Regions from separate parts of the Hordeum vulgare genome. Here all the other regions are linked to region 1. A link is a contact called in public Hi-C data. All regions are on one chromosome and are shown on one strand. Each heading gives the region's core, a stretch centred on a gene start, on an enhancer-like site or on the middle of the called end of the contact. The rest is flanking DNA. Distances are from core to core; before and after follow the strand shown.

What was found. A called contact is a pair of places that touch in the nucleus more often than the background predicts.
Region 2: a contact with region 1 is called in a Hi-C map of leaf, with 3 times the contacts expected there. The contact joins the enhancer-like site here to the promoter of LOC123427229 in region 1. A contact is called at or near these places in 2 of 6 Hi-C or Micro-C datasets (leaf and seedling).
Region 3: a Hi-C map of seedling shows a contact between it and region 1, with 2.0 times the contacts expected there. The contact joins the promoter of LOC123427235 here to the promoter of LOC123427229 in region 1. A contact is called at or near these places in 2 of 6 Hi-C or Micro-C datasets (leaf and seedling).

What each region holds. Positions count from the first base shown.
Region 1 is chr2H:557,729,485-557,733,864 of MorexV3_pseudomolecules_assembly, forward strand. It overlaps LOC123427229 (probable inactive beta-glucosidase 14), which reads right to left and starts at 1,271. Exons shown (of 12, transcript XM_045111226.1): 1 at 1,001-1,271. The coding sequence starts at 1,138.
Region 2 is chr2H:558,033,217-558,037,846 of MorexV3_pseudomolecules_assembly, forward strand. No RefSeq gene overlaps it. Among protein-coding and RNA genes, the nearest start is that of LOC123427233, 53 kb to the right of the region's middle. Within about 2 kb of position 2,480, at least 1 of the 3 cell types and tissues checked has open chromatin away from gene starts, as enhancers often do. A contact at or near this core is called in leaf, where this site is marked.
Region 3 is chr2H:558,208,680-558,213,351 of MorexV3_pseudomolecules_assembly, forward strand. LOC123427235 (protein disulfide isomerase pTAC5, chloroplastic) reads left to right here and starts at 2,368. Exons shown (of 6, transcript XM_045111232.1): 1 at 2,368-3,222; 2 at 3,571-3,666; 3 at 3,775-3,864; 4 at 3,982-4,210; 5 at 4,369-4,406; 6 at 4,512-4,672. The coding sequence starts at 2,629. The coding sequence ends at 4,613.

The sequences.
Region 1 (4,380 bases), core at 21-2,520:
GGATATAGCGCATAGATTGGGCCGTGCTAGCCATTCCTTAGTTTTTTTAGTTACATCCCTTCATAAGCTGATGTGCAGCTAGATACCCAATAAATAAATGTGCAACTAAATACCCTAAAAAAATACTTCCTTCATCCCAAAATAAGTGTCTTAAACTTAGTGCAATTTTGTATTAGAGTTAGTACAAAGTTGAGACACTTATTTCGGGACGGAGGGAGTAGAAGACACTGATAACTGGTAAGTGCCACACACCTGACATGAAGCAGCTCCAATGTTTTTTTATGGCAACTTTAGTTACAAGAGGATGGCAACTTTAGTTGTGAAGCATAGCAACTTTCTGTTTGGATGGCAAGTTTCAGTTTTTTTGGGGATTTATCTTTTTTTTTTCAGATGACAAGTTTAGTACTCTAGGGCTAGTATAAAGTTGAGACAGTTATTTTGAAACGGAGGGAGTATAAAAAAGCGTCAGGTCGGTACTTCGTGTCATACATGAAACACTTATCATTTGGGAAAATAAATGTGCAGCAAGATATTTCTTCATCAGCGAGTTGTTCTATAGGAAAGCTAGATAAAACCAAGTATTTTTTTTAAAAAAATTGTGGGGTTGTGTTTTTTACTAATGCAATTTCTTCTGTAACTCTAGCTATCTTTGGTTTATTCATAGCATATATCTTCTATGGATCTGCTTATTCTTTTTTTCAGAATTTGGATTTAATAAACTCTTTTGTAAAAAGAAATCCTAAAAAATTCTATTGAAGACAATGGTAGATTTCTTAAGGATTTCCAAAAGGAAAGTTAATTATTTTCCTTCAGCAACGTAGTGTAACGATTGCAATTATACGCCTACTGGCTACTGAATGTTTGGAAAAGAAGGGGATGCATCAAGTCATCCCAGGAGCCCAATCGATCCCCTCAAAACAAAAAACAAAAATTAGCTCAATCGAGAAAAAAAGAGAGGATATGCAGCCACTCGGTGCACAATTGGGTGGGGGGTAGGTACCTGGTAGGCAGAGGTGGATGTCCCAAAGAGGAAGCTCGTCGGAGGAGGGAACTGGCCGCGATCGAGCGCCGAAGCACATCGGAGGAGCAGGTGAGCAGACGAGAGCAGGAGAAGCCACAAGGGCGCCTCGCGCGCCATCCGCCCACGGCCGGCGACCCCCTCCGCAGTGAGCTCTGCTCTGAAAGTTCAGGGGCTGTTTTGTTTGGATCCCTTATCTGCCCGACCAAAATATTGGTCATTGACCAGCCGTGGAGTGGGCGTTTGGATGGGATCCAAATAATTGGTACGCCAGCTCGCCTCCACTCTCTCCTAGCTCTTTTGCGCCAATGCATTGGTAGAAACTATACCTGTCCAAACGGGCCGGCACGATTACGGCGGGCCGGGCCCGCCGTAATCGTGCCAGGCACGGCACGGCTCGCCTGGGCCCGATTAATATCCGGGCCGTGCCGTGTCGGCCCGCGTGCCAGCCTCCCAGGCCCAAGCACGGCACGCAGGCCTAATTGGACCGGCCCGCGGCACGCTGGCTATTTTGATATAAAAAAAATAAAAAAGGCAAAAAAAATCAGCCCCCTCTCCCTTTCCCACGCTCCCACCGCCCTTTCCCGCCCTCCCCTTCCCTTTTTGCGCGCCCCTCCCGCCCAGTCGACTGCGTCGCCGCTTCTTTTTCCATTTTTCGTGCGCCCCTCCCGCGAGTCCCGCCCAGCCCCTCCCGCTCGAACCTATCCAGATCTATCGGCCGCCTCGCCGCCTCCTAATCGTACCGTGCCGGGCCGGCACGCGGGCTGGGGGTCGCGGTCCAGGCACGGCCCATAGCGTGCTCGTGCCTGGCCCGGGCACGATTAGTCCGTGCCGGGCCCGGCCCGTGTCGTGCCTGGCCCGGCCCGTGTCGTGCCTGGCCCGGCCCGTGTCATGCCTGGCCTGCGGGTAGTCGGGCCGGCCCGGCCCGTTTGGCTAGGTTTGGTAGAAACGAGGGCGCTGGAATCGTCCGCCAATATTTTGGTTTGCCATCAGCGTCAACGATTTATTTTAAATGACAAATAGAGCAACTCTAACGGAACGACCCATTTCGTCCGTCGCAGTTTGTTTGGATCTACACGGACAGAAAAGACGGTCCAACGTGCCGACCCAAACAGGCACGTGTTCGCTTTTCGTCCGCCTGCCGACCCATTTCCAGCCCAATATTGAGCCTGGTTTGGATCGGCGCGGACACAAAGTGGAAGCGGACGACGCATGCTTTTTCCATCCCCTGACCCGTGAGTCGGTGGCACATTGGTCGTTCTCCACCCCTACCGACATCATCGATAGCTAGCCCTCACCTTGCCGCCAACCCCGTCATCGTTGCCGCCGCCACCCAATTCCGGTGTCTCCTCCCATACCTCCCCAACGCTTACCCACGTCGCCGGCCGCATCGCCGCCGAGGCACCGCAGCTTCCCTGACACTAATCTGCCATTGTCGGTCAGCTTCGTCGTCCACGCCCGCAAGTTGTTCGACAGTTTGCCTCAAGGTACAAATGGACTGCGCCGCCGAGTTCTTTTTTCCATAATGTTCTGTGTGACTCCGATAATTCCTCATCCGACGATGAGGAGATGCTGCTTGCCGTGTTGATCCATGACCACCTAAATAGGCAGCGGTCGTTGTTTTGGGCTCGATTCCGGGGCATGTTCAAGCGTTGAATCGCAACCGAGAGAGCGGCCATTTCCTTCTATGGAAGGATTACTTTGACACAAGCAATCCGCCGTTCAAAGTTCAAACATTAGAAATTCCGACGTCGTTTCCGTATGGCTAGGCATGTTTTCAACCGGATTTGAGAGGGGGTGGTCGGATACGATGACTACTTTGAGTGCAAAGAGGATGCCATTGGAAAGATTGGCTTCTCATCTTATCAGAAATGCACTGCAACCATCTGGATGCTTGCGGAGTACCCCGTGATCTTATCGATGAGTACGTCCGTATGAGTGAGTCTACGTGCCTAGAGTCGTTGTACAGATTCTGTAAGGTTGTGGTTGCAGTGTTTGGCCCTGAGTACTTGAGAGGGTCGACTGATGCGGACATAACCCGCTTGTTGGCGATCAATCCAGTCGAGGCTTTTCGGGGATGCTTGGCAGCAGAGACTGCATGCACTGGGTGTAGAAGAACTGCCCTTCTGCTTGGCAATGCCAGTACAAGGGCGATGTCAAGGCTTACACTGTCATACTTGAGGCCATGGCCTCTCAAGATCTCTGGATCTGGCATTCTTTCTTTGGCATGGTTGGATCATACAATGATATCAACGTGCTTCAGCGATCGTCGGTGTTTGCAAGGCTTGCTGAAGGCAACAGTCCTCCGGTCAATGTTAACATCAACGGTCATAACTACAACAAAGGATACTATGACGGAATCTATCCACAATGGACCACTATTGTGAAGACAATCTCCAACCCTGTCGGAGAGAAGAGGAAAAGATTTGCCCAAGAGCAAGAGAGTGCTAGGAAGGATGTCGAGCATGCCTTTGGTGTTCTGCAATCTGCTACCTCCTGAGCTTGCCTTGGTTTTTCCTTGAAGAGGAAAGGGTGATGCAGCGAAGTAGGTAAGTATTTCCCTTAGTTTGTTGAGAACCAAGGTATCAATCCAGTAGGAGGAACAAGCAAGGCCCCAATTGTAGTACCTACACAAACAATCAAACATTTGCACCCAACGCTAAAAAGGGGTTGTCAATCCCTTCAGAGTTATTTGCAAGGATGAGATCTGATAGAGATAGATATAAAAGATTGATAGATCTAAAAGTAAAACAAAAGTAAATAAATTGCAGCAAGATATTTTTGGTATTTTTGGTGTATAGATCTGAAAGTATAATATGGAAAATAGAACCTGGGCCATAGGTTTCACTAGAAGCTTCTATCATAAAGGAAAATAATACGATGGATGAACAAATTACTGTCGAGCAATTGATAGAAAAGCAAATAATTATGAAGATATCCAAGGCAATGATTATGCATATAGGCATCATGTCCGTGTCACGTAGACCGAAACCATTCTGCATCTACTACTATTACTCCACACATCGACCGATCCTCCCTGCATCTAGAGTATTAAGTTCAGGAAGAACAAAGTAACACATTAAGTAAGATGACATGATGTAGAGGGATAAACTCAAGCAATATGATGGAAACCCCATCTTTTTATCCTGGATGGCAACAATACAATACGTGCCTCGCTACCCCTACTTTGTCACTGGGTGAGGACACCGCAAGATTGAACCCAAAACTAAGCACTTCTTCCATTGCAAGAATTACCAATCTAGTTGGCCAAACCAAACCAATAACTCGAAGAGACTTGCTAAGATATGAAATCATGCATATAAGAATTCAGAGAATATTCAAATAATATTCATAGATAATCA
Region 2 (4,630 bases), core at 1,230-3,729, 300 kb after region 1:
CAATAGCATGTGAGAGAAAATCCTTTATAAGAAGATCCAACTCCTTCTCTAATGACGGGTGATACTCCCTCTGTCCCGGTGTATAAGTCATCTCACGAAAATCAAATAATCTCAAAGCACTTAGACGCGGTGTATTAACTTTCACCTTGTTTCTTGTTTTTTGACATGAATAAAGAAATCAACCAATAAGAGACGTGGGGCGTATATGTTTGTAATGACTTGAAACTAACTAGCAAATTAGTATTGATTTCTCTCGTTTTTCTCTTCGTCTTGGTCACGGTGCACAACCTAAGATGATTTATACACCGGGACGAAGAAAGTACAAAACTTTCCAACACCCCTTTGTCATGACACGTACATGAGCTCTTAAAGATTTTCAAAAGATGTTGAATGGGCCTAAAACACACCCCGTGTTTCAACACAATTTCCTTCAAAGCAACTTTTCGGATCACAAGGCAGATCAACGACTGTAAGAGGATGCGCAGGTGCGTGCCTCCACACCTGCGCACCTCTTTGAATTTTCGCCTCAATCAAGCAACTTGATCCATTAATACATGTTGCCACATGGTTATGGGTCAGTGCATGACGTTAGATAGATAAGAAGGACAGATACGATTAGCTGGCCAACTAAAATTGATTACTCTGCAACCCTGTTTGTATATTAGGTGTGTCCACATAATTTAAGTTGAGGTCTCGAAATGAGTAAATGAGACAACAACAATTTCGGCCATTGTGAAACAAGACATAATTGTATAATTATGATAGAGCCAGACCAGACAATGATTCGTCAGCAGTTTTTAGACATTGTTGAAGGAAGTGTCGCTAAATGATCTATGGAGCTAGATTTGTTTATCATTTTTAATATTTTTTATACTATCTTAACAGTTGATGAATAGATCGAAAGCTTTTCATAAAAAAGAAAAAGAAAACGAAGGGCTAGGCAGGGGACCTCCTAAGCGCCGCTCATTACGACCAACTGTCAAGCGGACGCACAGGGATCACCCGACTGGGCTGGCGCAGTTTTTTTATTTTTCTCTTCCTTTTCTGCTTATTTCTTTTTTTGTTCGTCTTTTCTTTCTTTTTTACTTTTCTTTTCGAATTTGAAGTAAAAACTAATTCGGATTTGAAGAATACTTTTTGAAACTACACAACATTTTTGTAACCATGAACATATTTTAAATTAAGAACACATTTTGAAACATGAACAAATTTCAAATTCATGAACAAAATTATAACATCGGAAACATTTTTAAAATCTTCAAAAATATTTTGAAACCACGAACAGTTTTCAAATTCTGACCAAAATTTGAAAGATGAACAAATATTGAACCTTTAAACATTTTTCCAATTGTGAACAAATTTCAAACATAAATAAATTTCAAATTTGTGCCAAAATTATAAAACTGTGAACATTTCTCGAATCTGCAAAGAAATTTTGAAACCGCGAGCATTTTTTGAATTGTGGACAAATTTAGAAACATAAAAAAATCGTGAACAAAATTATAAAATTGTTAAAAATTCTCTTTAAACCACGAACATTGTTCAAATTGTGATCATATTTTTAAATATTAAAAAATTCGAATTCTTGAACAAACTTATAAAATTGTGAACATTTTCCCTTAAACCACGAACATTTTTCGAATTGTGAACAACATTGGAAACATAAACAAATTGCAGATTGATGAACAAAATTATAAAACCGCGAACATTTTTAAATATTTAAACAATTTTGAAAGCACGAACATTTTTTAAATTATGAATGTTTTTTGAAACATGAATTTTTTTCAATTTGTGAACAAATTTTGAAACTGTGAACAGTTTTCGAATTGTGCATTAATTTTAAAACAGTCAGTGTTTTTGAATTGTGCACAAAATTGAACTTAATAAAAAAAAGAAATAGAAACAAAAGAAAATACAGAAAATGGAAACATGAACAAATATCAAAATTGAAAATATGTTTTGTATTGTCGAACAAATTAACAAAAGAGGATTTTTCAAAAAATATTAGAACATTTATATATTTTTGAACAAAATGACAAAACAGGAACCTTTTTTTGGTAATTCCCATATAGATTTCATTTTTCAAATTTGAAGAAGAATTTTTGAAAATGCCAAACATTTTTAAAACCCAGATTGGTTTTGAAAATCCGGAACATTTTCTTTAGAAACAAACAATTTTTTTGGATTTGAAGATTATTTTTTTGAAAACACAGAACATTTTCTAAAACAGAAACAGAAAAGTAAATGAAAAAAGAAAACGAGAGAAAAACAGTTCAGGCAACCTTATTGAAGTTTCCTAAATCTGGATCAAAGCGACTGGGAACATTATAGAAGGTTCCCAAAACCTGGATGCTTTAATTGGCCAACCCAATCTGAAACTATCGCTTCCTCGCCTGTCTGTTTCGTTGACATTTTGACGTAGAGAGCCTTAAATAGGATTTCCCATTTTAGTTCGACCGTCCGGGGAGCTCCTATATGTCGTGTTTTGCGGCAAATAGGACTCATCGATTGGGCCAGCCCGTAGACTAGCGATGTGGCCACCACGACCTGTACATGCGCGATATAAAATCTAGAAAAAAATGCGTTCCTAAACAGGAATCGAGTTCCAGACCAAACGACCGTGTCCGTCTAGCGATAACCACTTCCTAACGACCAGAAGTGACAAATAAACAACCCGTAGTTTTAAGAACTAAATTACTTGGCAGATCAGGGCACTTGTGAACAAATTGTGAAAACTGGAACATTTATTAAATTTCTGCATAATGTTTAAAAACGTGAATCTTTTTGGCAAAACTTAAATAATTTTGTAAATAGAAAATCAGCAAAAAGTTTTGGAAAAATTGTAGAAAAATTTCAAAATCAGATAAATGTATGAATCTGTGAACAAATTTTGTAAAACAGGAACATTTACTAAATTCCGAACAACTTTTGTAAAAAAACATATTCTACACCTTTTCCAAATTGTGAACAAATTTTTGAAACATGAGCAAAATTATAAAATTGTGAACATTTTTTGAATTGTGGGCAAATTTTGAAGCCGTAAACATTTTTTGAATTCCGAACAAATTTTCAAACCTGAACAAATTTCAAATTCGTGAAAAAATTATAAAACTGTGCATGTTTTTCGAATTGTTAACAAATTTTGAAATCGTAAACATTTTTCAATTTTGAACAAAGTTTTAAACAGTGAACATTTTTCAAGTTATGAAAAAAATATAAAATTGTCAACATTTTTTGAATTGTGAACAAATTTTGAAACCGTAACTATCTTTCAAATTGTGAACAAAATTATAAAATTTTGAAAATGTTTCGAATTGCGAACAAATTTTGACACCGTAATTTTTTTTGGTGACACTACAAGTACCATTGACATTTAACAAACCATCAACCAGAACGACGTGTTGTACGAAACCATCAACTAGAAAATGAAGAACAATTTTGAAATTCCAGAACATTTTTTTGAATTTCGTAACAATTTTCCAAATCCAGAACATTTTTCTGAAAAAATTGAAACAGTTTGATAAATTTCCAGAATGTTTTTTAAATTCTGGACCATTTTTTCAGAATTACAGAATATTTTTTCAAATTCCGGAACATTTTTTAAAATTCTAGAATATATTTTTCAAATTTCAAACAGTTTTCGAATTCCCAAACATTTTTCAAATTCCAGAATATTTTTTAAATTCCAAAACATTTTTCAAATTCCAGAACATTTTTCCAAATTCCGGAAGATTTTATGAAAATCCACAAGATTTCTGAAATAGAAACAGAAAAAAAGAATAAATAAAAAAGAATACAGAAAAAATAAAACCTGGTTCAGGAATCTTCTAGGAAGTTTCTAAAATTGGAAAAAAACCGGCTGGGACACTGAGACGCTTAAATGGGTCGGCCCAATCCCGACGATCGCTCGATCTTCCTATGTGAAACTGCGACATTTTGACGCACTGCCCGTCAAATAGGGTTTTCCGTTAGGCAGACCACTTGCAAGGCCAAGTTTTTTTTAGTTTCCTTAGATCTAGGTCACATTTGATGGCACGATGAGAAGGTTTTTCTGTTTTTATTTTATTTTTATTTTTCAAGTTGTAAAATAGCTGACATGAGTTTGCACCTTATTTTTAGTCGACTACGACTAATTTAGATGATCATAATGTGTAATGTGTTCGGATTGGTTCATGAGCATCTCACGCGGATCGTGCATCAAACACCGTCAGATTCTCTCGAATCTAACGAGAGCCCTCAGCCGCTCATACTCTCACCCTACATAGCCCAACCCCACATTCCCCACTCCTCATCCTCTTGCCCCTTCTCTCCCACGCACCCACAGCCGCCACCCCAAACCTCCCTCTGCTTATGATCTCGATCCGCCGCTGCCCCACTCCCACCATCGACAACCCTCGTCGTAGAAGAGGTCGAGGCTGACCCAAGATCGATCCCATGCCTAGACTCGCGATGGACGCAGCACGGATCCGCAACCAAGCCCACACCAATCTGGACCTCGATCTGATCGAGCACGCGCTCTTCATTGGTAGGTCTTTGGTAGGATGTGTCTCCCGTCCACGACCTCCGCCCTTTCCTCACGCGTGACACCATTGAGCTCCTCCTGGCCGCCCCTTCGACCTCATCTTGGTAG
Region 3 (4,672 bases), core at 1,118-3,617, 480 kb after region 1:
AAAAATATTAATAAAGCATTTGAAAATGTTAATCAAGCATTTAGAAAATATTTAATGTCTATAGAAAAATTGTTGCCCACGTATTAAAAATATCAATCTTGTATTTTAAAAACATTAATAAAGCATTTGAAAATGTCAATCAAGCATTTAGAAAATATTTAATGGGTATAGAAAAATTGTTGCCCATGTATTAAAACTGTGAATCTTGTATACAAAAAACATTAATAAAGTATTTGAAAATATTAAATATATATAGGATAAATGGTGTCCATGTATTAAAAATTGTTAGTCTTCGAATTGAAAAATATTAATCAGACATATAAACAACGTTAAATGTGTATAAAAATATTGTTCATATAAAAATGTTGAAATTGTATTTAAAAATATTAAACATGTATTCAAAAATGTTTTTAATGCTTAAAAAATGCAAAAGTAAAAAACCCAAAGAAATAAATTGAAACAAAAAAACTATGAGAAACAAAAATTAAAAAGCCTAAAAAAGCGACGAAGCAAGTGAAAAAAATGAAAACCGATAAGGAAACATACAAAACCAAAAAAAAATAAAATTTTGTAACAAAGAAAAAAGGGAAAACAAAAGAAAAATGTTGGTGAAACAAAAGGAGGCAAAGAAAGAAACATTGGAAACAAAAAAAAATGAAGAAAAGAAGAAAAGGAAATAACGGTACAAAACATAAATAAAAACTTAAAAATCCAAATAAAAAGATAAATAAAAGAAAAGAAGAAGAAAATATTAATAATGGGAAAAGAAGAGCGAGAGGCAATTTCCTATGCATGGTAGTAGCTGCACACCCTTTGGTATAAGTGTCTTTTTTGATATAGGAGGTGTCGGGTTTCAAAGGCATTGACACAAGTTCATTATTGTTGTATATGAATGACCTTTTTTCACTTTGATTTGTCTTTTTTGTAACCTTTTTGACACAAGTGTCTTTTTGTTCTGTAGAAAGAACGTTTCTCACTTCTCTCATTTTTTTCCTTGCCTTTTTTTGGCAAAATTGCATGTTTTCTTGTATGGCTGGTCCAAAACCATGATATTTTTTGTTATAAAATTATTTTTTATATTTCAAAGTAATTTATCAAATTAATTAGAGATAAAAATTGGGGCCATGTGTAGCTACCACCATGGGTAGTAATGTATCTCACTATGATTCTTATAAAAAGTATTTCACTATAAGCGAGATATAAAGGTTGTTTCCATTGGAGCCAACACATGTCGTGCCAATTTTTTTTTTGGGAAATCTTGCCCTCTTCATTCATCAAAATCCACGATCATAGGGACAAGGTTCGAATCATGAGGGTTGCCTAACCACACATGTCTATCTATTCCGCGAGATTGTGAGGCTCGAAATTAAAGTTCCTACGTTCATGTTTAAATGAGACTGAGCTAAACCTATTACAATAATTCAGAATATTTTTTGAAAATCCAAAACATTTTTTGAAAAATAAAAAACATTTTCCTAGTTTGAAAAACAATTTTTTTAAAATCCATAACATTTTTTGAAAATCAAGAAGATTTTTTTACTACTACCAGGCGTTCATTCTAGAGCCCCGCGGGCGGAGAAGCCAAGGTAAATAGCCCTAGCACGTACTTCCTACCCCAAGCCGTCGACGCACGCAACGTGTTCGACGGATTGACTCTTCCACACTTTTTCGCAAAAAAAAGAAGACTCTTCCACACGCAGTTTCACCGCGGACGCAGCCGTTGCTTTGCTTGCGACCCCCCCGCGCGACAGGCGCCGAAGAGGAGTTCTCTCCTTCTTAGGACATGTACAATGATGCTATCTTAAGAGTGCTACATAGAATAAATGATGAGGTGGATGAGAGAGAACTCGAAAAAAAGGCTTTGTCTTCTTTTATTTAAGAGAAGACAAGAGGTGATCTTTTAGTACAATATGTCTCATCATGTTTTTAGGAATAACTAATTATAAAAGATAAGGCTAAGGTCCTGTTTGGAACCATAATAGATTATGATAATATGAATTATGAAGATAGATTATATAATCTGGTTTATAAAAATAATCTAGGTGAACATGTTTGGAGGCCAGATTATATAAACTGTAATTCAGGTTTTACATTGCATAATGATATGTCTGCCCTCTGTTTAAAAAAAAAGGAGGGTGGCGATGGTATGAATGTAAGGGTCATTAACAATCCATATTCTGATTTTAGCTGGTGTAGACTAAATTATGAGTTTTTTACAATCTGTTCATCTAGTTTTTTTAATCTACACCATAGTCTGTTCCATTTAAAGACATAATGGATTATAAAAACTGGATTATATAATCTGGATGGTTCCAAACAGGGCTTAAAAGATGACCTATTATAGACTCTCTTTTTTATTATCTTTAAATTACATGAAAGATTTAAAATAAAACTATTTTATCAATCATTGTACATACCCTTATGCAAGTGCTCCATTAGGCCACAATACACTTTCGCTCGGGCCGCCGGCGCCAAGTGTAATTGCAGGTCGGTTGCGGTACCGTCCCGGCGCGCCCGAAATATCAACGGCCAACGCCGAGGGATATCCACTGGCCACTGGCCAGAGGCCACTGCCAATCTCCTCACCAAGCTCCACGCCACTTCCCTTCGCCCCCAGCCTCCACGACCATGATCATCACCACCCCCGCCTTCCCGTCCGTCTCCTCCTTCCACCGCCCGCGCCTCAGGCCCTACCCGCGCCGCGCCGTCCTCCTCCTCGTCCGGTCGGCCGCCTCCTCCTCCTCGTCGTCGTCCTCGGAGGAGCGCGAGGAAGCGCGGTGGCTCCGCGAGGAGCAGCGCTGGCTGCGGGAGGAGCAGCGGTGGCTCCGCGAGGAGTCGCGCTGGCGCGCCGAGCGGGAGGCGCTCCTCGCCGAGATCACGGCGCTCCGTCTGCGCCTCCGCGCGCTCGAGCCGCTCCCGCTGCCGCCCGCCGCGCCCCTGCCTCCTCCCGCCCCGGCGGCTACGCGCGCTGCTCCGCCTCCGCCTCCGCCTCCCCCTGCACCGTCGGCGCGCGTTGCTCCGCCCCCGCCCGCGCCCGCGGCGAGCGTGGCGCCCCCTCCGCCGCCCGCGCCGGCGCCGGTGGAGGAGGTCGAGGTGAGGAAGGAGGTGGTGGTGGTCGAGGAGAAGGCCAAGGCGAAGGCGAAACCGAAGGCCGGGGCCGGCAGCGGCAAGAAGCGGGCGCTGAGGGTAGGGAGCGAAGGCGAGGAAGTGCGCGCGATGCAGGTGAGCGTAGCCGCGGTCGCGCACCTCTCGTTTTGGCTAGGATTCGCCATGCACGACGTGTGGTCGAGCCGAACAGGACATGCTCTGTTCTCTTGACTGTTGGCAATGCCTACTTTCTGCCTAGCTACCCACTGCAACTTTGTGCAATCTGCTGACGCTCTACACTGTCAACAATGTGGCTGTGAATTAATGCACTTACGAGATAGTGATAGAGATTTATATTTGTGATCCAGAACCTGCTAATCAACTCGTTAGCATTCCATGACACTTCCGAAAAGAAAAATCTATGCACAAAAGATTGTATTCAGTGGTATGTAAGGAAATTCAAGTGTAGTGCACTTCATGCAGGAAGCCTTGGAAAAGCTCGGTTTCTACTCGGGCGAAGAGGACACGGAGTTCTCCAGCTTCTCCACCGGCACCGAACGAGCCGTCAAGACATGGCAGGTCAATATAATGCCCGCCCCATCATCACATTCGTCGACAGAGCTGTGCCTGTGCTAACTGCTATGCTAGTATAAAATTGCAGTACCGCATTACATTTCTTGTTTGCAGGCATCGATAGGGACTACGGAGGACGGGTTGATGACGTCGGAGCTGCTCGAGATGCTATTCACAGGACGGACCCAGGAGGATCTCAGAAAGGCAAGTTCAGAAATTTCAAGCCAGAGTCAGATTTCCAGTGATGTGGTCAAGACTCAAGACCACACATTGAGATCCTGATGTACACATCTGAGATTATACTTTCGTTTTTGCCTGTAGGAAGGCGTAAATGGAGCACTTGTTCCACCTGTAGCAGAAACTGCAGAGCTTCAGCAACCTGTGGTGGAAAAAATTGACTACAACAAGCACAGAGTGTACCTTCTCGGCGAAAACAGGTGGGAAGACCCGTCCAGGCTGACCAAGAAGGATAAACCGATCATCGGTTCTACTGTTTCGTCGACAAAGCAGTGCATCACCTGCCGGGGCGAAGGCCGCCTCCTGTGCCTAGGTACTGAAAGTCACTGCTTCTTTACTCTGTCTACATTCTTATCTAACTCCCAGCCTCCTGTGTACATAAGCAACTGCCATTTGCTGGAGTTATGCACTATTACTGTTAATCTTCTGTTATGTTGTGATTATTGATATAATCCTTCTTCATTCCTGCAGAATGCGATGGAACTGGTGAGCCCAACATCGAACCACAGGTACGCCAGAGTTCGTGTTGCAGAAATGCACCACGTTGTTTATTAATTAAACCTTGTTATTTCTTCTGCAATGTGTGTTTAAAAGTTAACTTCTTAAAAATGCAGTTCTTGGAGTGGGTTGGTGAAGACACCAAGTGCCCCTACTGTGAAGGCCTTGGCTACACCATATGTGATGTTTGTCAAGGGATTAAAACAGTGCACAGTTAAAGCAAAGGACTCATGAGTCATGACTCATGAGCAACATTCAGCCTTAGTTCAGCATCTAT